Linked DNA regions of Gasterosteus aculeatus: region 2 is linked to region 1. Evidence: chromatin contacts called from public Hi-C data. All regions are on one chromosome and are shown on one strand. The core of a region is the stretch at or near the end of the contact, and the rest is flanking DNA. Distances in the headings are between cores, read along the strand shown. Region 1 holds the start of fam98a (family with sequence similarity 98 member A). Region 2 holds the start of atp6v1ba (ATPase, H+ transporting, lysosomal, V1 subunit B, member a).

Evidence for each region. Hi-C and Micro-C count contacts between places; a contact is called where the count stands out from the background.
Region 2: a Hi-C map of tail fin shows a contact between it and region 1, with 6 times the contacts expected there. The contact joins the promoter of atp6v1ba here to the promoter of fam98a in region 1. A contact is called at or near these places in 2 of 6 Hi-C or Micro-C datasets (tail fin and whole body).

The regions. Positions count from the first base shown.
Region 1 is chr6:1,869,566-1,874,652 of fGasAcu3.hap1.1, reverse strand. It overlaps fam98a (family with sequence similarity 98 member A), which reads right to left and starts at 2,674. Exons shown (of 8, transcript XM_040178352.2): 1 at 2,405-2,674; 2 at 1,849-1,997; 3 at 1,614-1,748; 4 at 800-981; 5 at 276-356; 6 at 68-184. The coding sequence starts at 2,445. It overlaps vps8 (VPS8 subunit of CORVET complex), which reads right to left. Exons shown (of 45, transcript XM_040178351.2): 45 at 3,727-4,208. The coding sequence ends at 4,083.
Region 2 is chr6:2,437,830-2,442,916 of fGasAcu3.hap1.1, reverse strand. atp6v1ba (ATPase, H+ transporting, lysosomal, V1 subunit B, member a) reads right to left here and starts at 2,326. Exons shown (of 14, transcript XM_040178317.2): 1 at 2,023-2,326. The coding sequence starts at 2,131.

The DNA of each region.
Region 1 (5,087 bases), core at 1,425-3,924:
AATACTGTGACGCTTTAGATGTCACACTGCTATCTACGTGCTGTGTCGGTGGATTGATAAGACGTACCTTTGCTCGGTCAGACCAACCAAAGGACTGCACAGTCACATCGAGGCGTTTCAACAACATCTTTCTTCTCACTTCATACTCATTTACAAGAGCTTGGTTTATAGCTTCAATTTTTTCCTGGCATGAAAATGATAAACAAAAAACAAAGATTTGCTGTCATTTACTCGTGCGGTTTTACAGAGTTGCACTATATTCTTCCTGTATTTACCAAGTGCATAGGTCCAAGGGCCTTCTTCATCAAGGGGTCTCCTACGTGATGAGGCGGGACTTTACTCATGGCTTCTTTCAGCTAGAAACAAAATGGACAAGAGTACATGTGTGTATTACGTGGATGAACGGACCTTGGAAAAGGTGGATCAAAGTAGATCAAACAGCACATTCAATACATGAAACAAACCCATTTCGTTTCACAGCATCTGTGACCCACAGAAAAGTACATTTGGGAGGAACCCGTTGGCAATGTGTGGGATATTATTACATGTTGCTGCCTGAACTTTGTAACACAACTGAGCCTTTTCTTTTTACTTCGGGTGACTGGATCTGCCAAGCTTAGTGACCATAAACTGTGAAAAAGGAGGAACACGGAACAGCTCCTCCCCTCCACGTTAGCAGACGGGCCAAACCTCGAAGGCAGTTCAAACAAACACTCATTCAGGAGCAAAGGTCAGGCGGTGAAACAGTGGTCAACTTCTGTAATGTAGCTTCAAGTGGGTTCTGCTCTCACAAACTCACCTTCTTCTCAATGCCACTGAAGAACTGAAACATGGTGATGTTGGCTGGAGGCTTAGACATGCCCAGGGACATGCAGATCCCCTTCAGCTCCTGGAACATGGGGCTGCCTGCCTGCTGGGCTTTCTTCTCAGGCTTGGTAACCAGGATCATCCTCGACGCCTCCAGCTCCGACACCAGATAGGCTGAGATGGAAATGGGACTGGTTAAGTTCTATTCACAGAAGGTCAAATTTAAAATATGCTCAAGCAGTTGCCTACAAAACAAAAAAAATGTAATTACGAGTTGTTCCTTAAGGCATACACAAAGTCACTCTTTCAATCGGCCTAAAAGCTCTTCATAAATAGCCCGCTTTTCTTCAACGAGTAGAATTCCACACGTTGTGGCTGTAACAGCTCACAGCGCATGTGCACGTCCCTATACTTATTTTTCTCCCTACTTTCCAAGCATGGCGGATTTGCTTATGTTCACCCGTTTAGTCAAAATAGAACACAATGATCACTGCTGACCCTTGACCCCCGTCCCACCACCGGCCTGCCCGCATCGTTCGTGTGTTGCATCTTTCAGGAGCGTACAGTTCATCTCTGAGGACCTGGGTTTCAAACTTCCAAGTGACTTTAAAGTTTATGATTCGGGAACGGAACATGGCGCGGCGTAACCGAGTTAACCGACCGACTCTCCCACATGGCTGAAGCAATAAACCCAGAGGAGACAGGATTACACATAACGGGGTGACAGGAGGGTGCGGCCCAACACGTCGCGAGGGAGGAATCTGGTCTCCCATGAGGGTTTATGAATACGAACGCTGCGATCTTACTGAGGAGCAGCAGACAGTCGGTCCTATTCAGGAGCCTCTTGGTGACGTCTCCGCTGGTGAGGACAGAGTAAGGACAGGCGAGCTCTGACAGCAGGCCGCTCATCTCCAGCTGGAAGCCCTCTGCCTCGCTGGGACCTGGAGAGGACACACACACACACACACACACACACACACGCTGATCTGCTGTCCGGCGCGGTTAAAACGGCTCGGACGATGGCAATAGAGGGGGTCTCACAGTTGGTGGCGTGGACATTCTCCTCCAGCTTGCAGTAGAGGCGAAGCTCGGAGACGATCCAGGCACAAAGCTTGGTGAACTCGGGCGAGGCGGCTCCTCTGCTCACAGCGGGATCCAGAGCTCCTTCCTCCAACAGAGGGCCTTGGTACCTGCAGCAACACACACATCAGTGCAGCACGATCAGGCCACTGAGGAAGGCAGGTTCAAAGGCACGTAGGCACGAGACGAACCACGTCGACGCCGATTGACGCGCGCGCCCCCTAGCAGGGGAGAGGACCGTGTTGTCCTCCATTGAATCCGGACAGGAGCAGCTTCTGCTGACGCAGCTTCGTGCACTTGGCAGCCCGGAGTTGGGTCTATTAATACCGGGCGGTACGCAGCGATGTCCCCGGTTCACCGCACGTTCATCAGCATAAGGACCGTTAGCTGCTAAGCGACAGCGTGTTGACGTTAAACAGTCCTGTAGCGTTAGCGTGCTGGCTAAAATAAGACAGCAGGGAGGCTGCTCACCTCCTATATTATATTCATGCAGCGGAAGACGTATTTGATCACTTACCCTAAATCTTCAAGAGAGATGATGATGATGTCATTCTCCATCCCAATGATCTATAGTCGTGCTGTAAAATCAAGATAACGTCCAATGAAATCGAGTTGTCACATCAGCCAGCTCAGCTGATACACGTTTAACTTGTTCTGCTTCCTCGTCGGGTTCCTCAGCGGGGCGCGAACAGCTGCGCGGCGCTGCAGCGCCCCCACAGGACCCGCGGCGCACAGCGCCCCCACAGGATCCCCCACAGGATCCCCCACAGGACCCGCGGCGCACAGCGCCCCCAGAGCGCAGAACACGTGTATGTGAACAATGATTAACCTTTGACATAGATTTGGCTCCATGTTAACCGGGACATATACTGTGCAATCTATTGGCTCCACTATCCTATCGGGGGTGAACGGGCCAACTCACCTTCTAGGATGACGCAACAGGGTGGAATGTATTTTCCTGTCTGGGCTCAGTGCCATTATTGAACAACATACAATAAAAGAGGCTGAAGTCAGGAATGGAGAAGAGTATCTCGGTCTGCATGGCCTCGGCCTCTGGAGCTACAAGCCAAAATGATTCTGAACCGCCCTGGACCTTTCAGACCCCTCAGGTCCACGTGAAGGAAAAAGGAATTTCTCAAAAGAAATAGAAGGATTAGCGGATTAGCTGACAGGTTTCAGGTAAACAATTGAACTGAAACGTTAGGGTGCGATTGTGAACACCACTTACTGTTTTTGCAAAGTACACTTACACGGTATTAGTGTACCTTCAATTCTAACTCTGCTATAGTATTACTACCATAACTCAGTTATTTTTTTTCGAGCGGTATTTGATAGAAAAATATCATCAACAGATGCACTTCAACTTCAACGTTCCTTAAAGAAAATAGAATGAAGTGGTTTTAACTGAAATGTCTAAATGAAGTCTTAAGTTCGTTTAGGAATTTCAAGTTGGTTGTCAAAGTGTCTATCAAAGGCTTTCATCGCAAAAAGTGCCTGTTGAAGTTGATTTCCAGTGCTCTGGGTTGCTGAGAACATCTAAAGATCAGTTATTAGAGTCAAATGTACTAGCTAGTAGTAAAAAGCTAATTACTTGTTATGGGTGTTGAAACCTCATGGGACAGTAGGCAGGTGCAAATAGCTGCATTCACTATTAAAGTGTTTGGTTTGGTCTCTTACACCTTTGTCAGTGGCTCTAAGCATCACACCATGACACTCCGCCCTCTGGTAGGTTTCCTCGAAATCCCAAACTTTCAAAAAGTAACTTTCATTTGCAGAGGAAGTCCCCGACATTCCCCATGAAAGATGCATATTTCATCTTGTGAAATACGAGATGTAAAAGAGTCTTGATATTTTTACTAGTTCAAACAGAATCATTCCGTCGCCGAAATAAACGTTACAACATTCTTTGCATCTATGACGGGACTCAGCTTTTGACATCCTGTGACCAACATGCGAACCAAGCGAAGTGGTTGAACCAGCTGTGATACACAAACAATGGAATCAAAGCTACACAGAAGAATCACAGTGAGCAATTATTATTAATATCAAAACGTTTGTTTTAAGGCTTTAAACAATGTAGGTGTCTCCCAACAAAAGAACGATGGAAAACGACTGTGCCACATGCATGTAGAAGGTTGGGACCATCAGAAGAACGTCCTCTGACCAACTCCAGTGATCCACAAGCAGGCATGCTGCTACTCCTCCAGTAAGGGTGGGGGGGACAGTTTGAGTGTGAAATGATCCGGTCCGGTTTGGGCTGCCGTCAGAAGCCCCGTCTTGTCACTGCTGTGGCAGTGGGAGAGTTCTGTGAGGATGGACAACTGGTGGAGCAGAGAGGAAAAAACGTCAGTCATACAATGTCTCTATTTGCCTCCCACAGAAGCAAAAACACGCACACACGTAATCACTTTAGAAAGTGTGTATTTTAGACACTCCACACATTTGAACGTGTTGAACAAGCGACTCTTTGCTCTCAGCTCTCCATCATATGACGGCTGTGTCTGAAGTGCCAACGATCTCCCCACATTCAGCCAGGACGTTTTCCAGCCCCCTGTCTCTCAGGGGCACAGTGGTGGTCCTCTGCAGGGTAGATGTGGAGATGGAAGTAGCCTAGCAGCTAGCAACATGCTCCATGGTCTGAAGTGGTCTGTTTGCACTCGTCCCCCTTCTGTTTGACACCTGGAGGGATTCCTCTGCACAGTTCTACTCTTTGTTTTACTTCCAATGCAAAACGATCTCTCCATCTTCAACCACCGTCTCCGTCTCTCCCATCTAACTGAAAAATACTGTATTGCATTCATCTCGACCACAATAATCTCATAGATCAACGCGTTAACTTTGACAGCCTTTATCCTGCAGGCCACAAGATAATTCCACCACGTATTAGGCTTGCGGGCCTTGAGTTTGACATATGTGCTCTAATTGACTGAGTTGGCATAATGCTATCAGCATGCAGAATACTGCTTCCCATGTGTATCACATCTGCATGTAATGCTGCTCCAGGTGTTCATATCATCGGTCATTCATTTCGCCCACATCTTAGATTCTAATTAGGTCTGGTCTGTCATTATGAAAGAAAACACATGCACACAAGGCCAGTGGGAAAGGTACTGAACTGAATTGCATTGAACCCACACTGATGACACACAGAGACACCTGCCAGCACAACTATTGAATCATTCGCACAACATTCACACACA
Region 2 (5,087 bases), core at 1,077-3,576, 570 kb before region 1:
CTGCACTACAGCGCAAATCCTTCTATTTGCCACGTCTTCTAAGAGCGCAAGATCAGCCATTTCGCGTCATTACGCATTGTGATGGCATCGTGGCATTTTATTACCGTCCATTTGATTGCATATGACAAGCAACAGCTGTGTTTTGAGGATGAATTGCAGAACATGCCAATATTATTGCAGAACATTTCATTTTTCTTTTTGAAAATGTGTTAATTTGTATTTGTTTGTTTTACGCTGCAGATCGATCAAACAGGTGTTTGTGTTATTTATGAGAGACAGTATTGGCATTTCTTTTACACAAGTCTAGTTTTACACACACGTTTGCGTGTTTCTTGCATTTGCCGACGGTTCTCACTTCACCCGTTTTTGTGCGTCTGCATGGGTCCGAGCTTGCGTGAAGGACCGCACATTTTTCCGTCAAGTTTGTATAAATACCAATTATTGCGTATGCAACGTTTATAAATGAGGCCCCAGACGTCAATCATCAGGATAATCTTACGTCAGAAGGCGGAAGAGTCGATCACCGAAACCAGGATTTTTTAACATTATAACGGCAAATAAACTTAAAGGAAAAGCGTATTTTTTAATCACGTAAAGTAACGGGGAAATCTTATAAATAAATGATTCCTTGTCCTCAGCATCTGTAGCGCTTGTACAGGACGTCATCCCTGCTAAACAGGTCTTTGTGATCTAGAAGTCTCTCCCTATAAAACGTTAATCTAACTGATGTCGATCCTTCATCAATGAGGAAGTGAGCTGCTCTATTTTTCCGGGGGAGTGATGAACTAATCTAGCAGCTCAGATGAACCTGCACCGGAGCAGGTTCACGCTTTTCGATGCGTTGCTATGGTGATTTAGACAAACCTGCTTCGGGGAACCGAAAAGCCTGAACTACGTCATTTCATCCTGAAGATTATCCGGCTAACTCAGTTAGCCACGTACGAGGAACAGGGCCCAGGTCTTATCCACACCACTGCAGGCTGCCGCCCCACTCATGTCACATGATCTCTCATATGACATTAATCACATGAGAGATCACCCCAGCAGTTTGTTCATCGACAAGCTAAGGCTAGCAACATGTCGAAGGAATCAATTTGATACAGCGCCACACAGTACTAATACAGCAATATTGGGCGCTCTAAAGACTCAGATCAACACTCACATAGAAAATAAACGCGACACGGCGTCGCGGTCACGTGTGGCTGTCGGTCAGCTAATCCACTGCACCGGTAGCACTCAGCTAGCTAACAGTAACCTTAGCTGTGTAATGAAAACTGTCTTATAACAAGTCATCTTAATGGTGACAATGGGACATTTATCCCAACGCGAACATACATAAAAAGTGTAGTTAGAGGATGCTTCATATAACCAATTAATAGAGTAAAGAGTAATGCGAACTCAAATGATTAACAATGATTCTGTGCTGGACTAGCCACTATAGCTAGCATGCTAGCTTAGTTCTTGATGCCGTTTGGCACCAACGGCAGACGTAACATTTTAGCTGGTTCTATTAATACAGAATGTAACGTTAAAGCTGTTCTTGTACGGATCTGTAAACATAGCCCGCATTTCATTTCAAGCGTGATGGCCGATGTCACTAGCTTGTTTATCGTCGTGATTCATAATTTTGGCATCATATCCCGTATGATGCATTCAACGGTACCTGGGTATACCCACTCGTATTTAAAGACATGTCGAAGATCTGCATTTTCTTTAATGCATATCCCGACACTTACTACCAATGGAACCTCCATTTACAAACCATCTGTGTCAGTACTAGAATATACTATTAGGAATTTACCTGATCCTGGACAATGCTAACCAACCTTACGGATCATTCCTATACTGGATACAAGCTAATAAAAATGTTAAACTGAAGCGTGATAAGAAGCGTTTCTAGTTATATAAGTATCTAACAGATCATAATCCCTCAGTTTCCTTGTCAATGAATGCAGCTCAACAACCTTGTTAGCCACTAGCTATAGCTGCAGGTACCTCCAGCAGCCCGCTAACGTCACGTACTTAGCCTCGGTTGAGAGATGTAATTCCTGGTCACAGCCTGGGTGTGCGTCCTCGCAGCTCCTGCTAAGCCGTTGATGTCCATAGCCCTGTTTGCCACCAATGTTGCCATCGTCAGATGAAGAATAGGAAACCGAGGAAGCTAATGTTGGGAGATATGCTTTACTAGCTGGTTCCAAATAACGTAGATGACAGTAGAGAGCTGGTCATGTGACACGAAGGAACCGGATGTTGGTGGAGATCGGATGAAGACGATTGAGCAACAATATGGATTACAGCTACAGGGCTGTTTTAGTTCTATTTTTTAGCGAAATGAGATGCCATATTTAGGTTTTTGGTATTTTTCTTGTTTTTTTAATTTAAGATAATTTGTCAGTATCACAGATTGTATGCTTTGGTCATTATTTATGACCTCTTGGTGCTGAATAAAAAAAAGGAAGTCCAAAGCATATGGTATTCAAGCCCTTGATACCTGTAACCTGATTAAATATATGGCAATGAATGTTTCCAAAAAAGTTAGTTACTTACATTACGCTAAAAATGCCATGAAACGTCCATATGTAGTTTCACTGACAGGGGCAAAGCACAACAAGAGATTAAGCTGGACTTTTCGGAAGTATTTAATGTGGAGGGGTTTTCTGTTTAAGGACAAATATCTGAACAGCAGTCTCTTATGTCTTGGTTAATGTTATGTAAGTCAAACAACTAGGAAAACATGTTTAGGATATAGTATTTAACGTAACAGGTAAACACAATAAAGCATTGGACCAACTTTCCACCACTCGCATTGCGCATCCACAGACAATTTTGATCCAAGGAAACGAAACTCATTTTTAGTTCAATATTCAAAATTGATTAGATTTACAAAAAAATACAGTGCATCCGGAAAGTATTGACAGCGCTTCACTTTTTCCACATTTTGTTATGTTACAGCTTTATTCCAAAATTTTCCTCAACATTCTACACACAACAACCCATAATGACAAAGTGAAAACTTTTTTGTAAATCTGTTAAAAATAAAGAACGAAAACATAACATGTACATAAGTATTCACAGCCTTTGCTCAATACTTTGTTGAAGCACCTTTGGCAGCAATTACAGCCTCAAGTCTTCTTGGGTATGATTCCACAAGCGTGGCACACCTATTTCTGGGCAGTTTCTCCAATTCTTCTTTGCAGAACCTCTCAAGTTCCATCAGGTTGGATGGGGAGCGTCGGTGCGCAGCCATTTTCAGATCTCTCCAGAGATGTTCAATCGGGTTCAAGTCAGGGCTCTGGCTGGGCCACTCAATTCACAGAGTTGTCCCGAAGCCACTCCTTTGTTATCTTGGCTGTGTGCTTCGGGTCGTTGTCCTGTTGGAAGATGAACTGTCCCAGTCTAAGGTCCAGAGCGCTTTGGAGCACGTTTTCATCTAGGATGTCTCTTTACATTGCTGCATTCATCTTTCCCTCAATCGTGACTAGTCTCCCGCTGAAAAACATCCCCACAGCATGATGCTGCCACCACCATGCTTCACTGTAGGGATGGTATTGGCGAGATGATGGGCAGTGCCTGGTTTCCTCCAGACATGACGATTGGCATTTAGGCCAAAGATCTCAATCTTTGTTTCATCAGACCAGAGAATTTTGTTTCTCATGGTCTGAGAGTCCTTCAGGCGGGCTGTCATGTGCTTTTTACTGAGTGGCTTCCGTCTGGCCACTCTACCAAACAGGCCTGATTTGTGGAGTGTTGCAGAGATGGTTGCCCTACTGGAAGGTTCTCCTCTCTTCATAGAACAACGCTGGAGCTCTGTCAAAGTGACCATCGGGTTCCTGGTCACCTCCCTGACGAAGGCCCTTCTCCCCCGATCGCTCAGTCTGGCTGGGCGGCCAACTCTAGGAAGAGTCCTGGTGGTTCCAAACTTCTTCCATTTCCGGATGATGGAGGCCACTGTGCTCATTGGGACTTTCAATGCTGCAGAAATCTTTCTGTACCCTTCGCCAGATCTGTGCCTTGATACAATTCTGTCTCGGAGGTCTACAGATAATTCCTTGGACTTCATGGCTTGGTTTATGCTCTGATATGCACTGTCAATTGTGATACTTTATATAGACAGGTGTGTGCCTTTCTCAATCATGCCCAATCAACTGAATTTCAGCACAGGTGGACTCCAATCAAGTTGTAGAAACATCTCAAGGATCATCAGTGGAAACAGGATGCACCCGAGCTAAATTTTGAGTGTCATGGCAAAGGCTGTGAATACTTATGTACATGTTATGTTTTCGTTCTTTATTTTTAACAGATTTGCAAAAATTTGCAAAAAAACGTTCACTTGGCATTATGGGTTGTTGTGTGTAGAATGTTGAGGAAAATAATACCAATTTAATCCATTTTGGAATAAGGCTGTAACATAACAAAATGTGGAAAAAGTGAAGCGTTGTGAATACTTTCCGGATACATTGTAGTTGTAAATAAAAGTTTTATTTTATTTTTATATATATATATAACTTATATATAAGTTTTATATATAAAAATTATATTATATAATAGGACATGTTTATTTATGGGCGGCACGGTGGCGTGGTGGTTAGCACTGTTGCCTCACAGCAAGAAGGTCCTGGGTTCGATTCCGCCCAGTGGCCTTTCTGTGTGGAGTCTGCATCTTGTCTACGTGGGTTCCTCCCACAGTCCAAAGACATGCTCTGGGGATCAGGTTAATTGGGGACTTTAAATTGCCCGTAGATGTGTGAATGGTTGTGTGTCTCTGTGTAGCCCTGCGATTGGCTGGCGACCAATCCAGGATGTACCCTGTCTATCACCCAGAGTTGGCTGGGATGGACTACAGCCCCCCCGTGACCCTGTGTGCAGAATAAGCGGTTTGACAATGGATGGATGTTTATTTATGATTATTTGAAGAGAAATTCTGCTCTTCTGTCTTTCTTAGTGGCATTTAGCGGCATGTCTTTAAATGGACACAAGTTCATTTAAAGACCTTTCCCTTAAAGCTCTTCTTCAACCGACCCAACTGTACTTAAGTGTGGAAGACCTGGTACACATGCGTCCAGTCCATTGGCTCAAAAAGCAGGAAT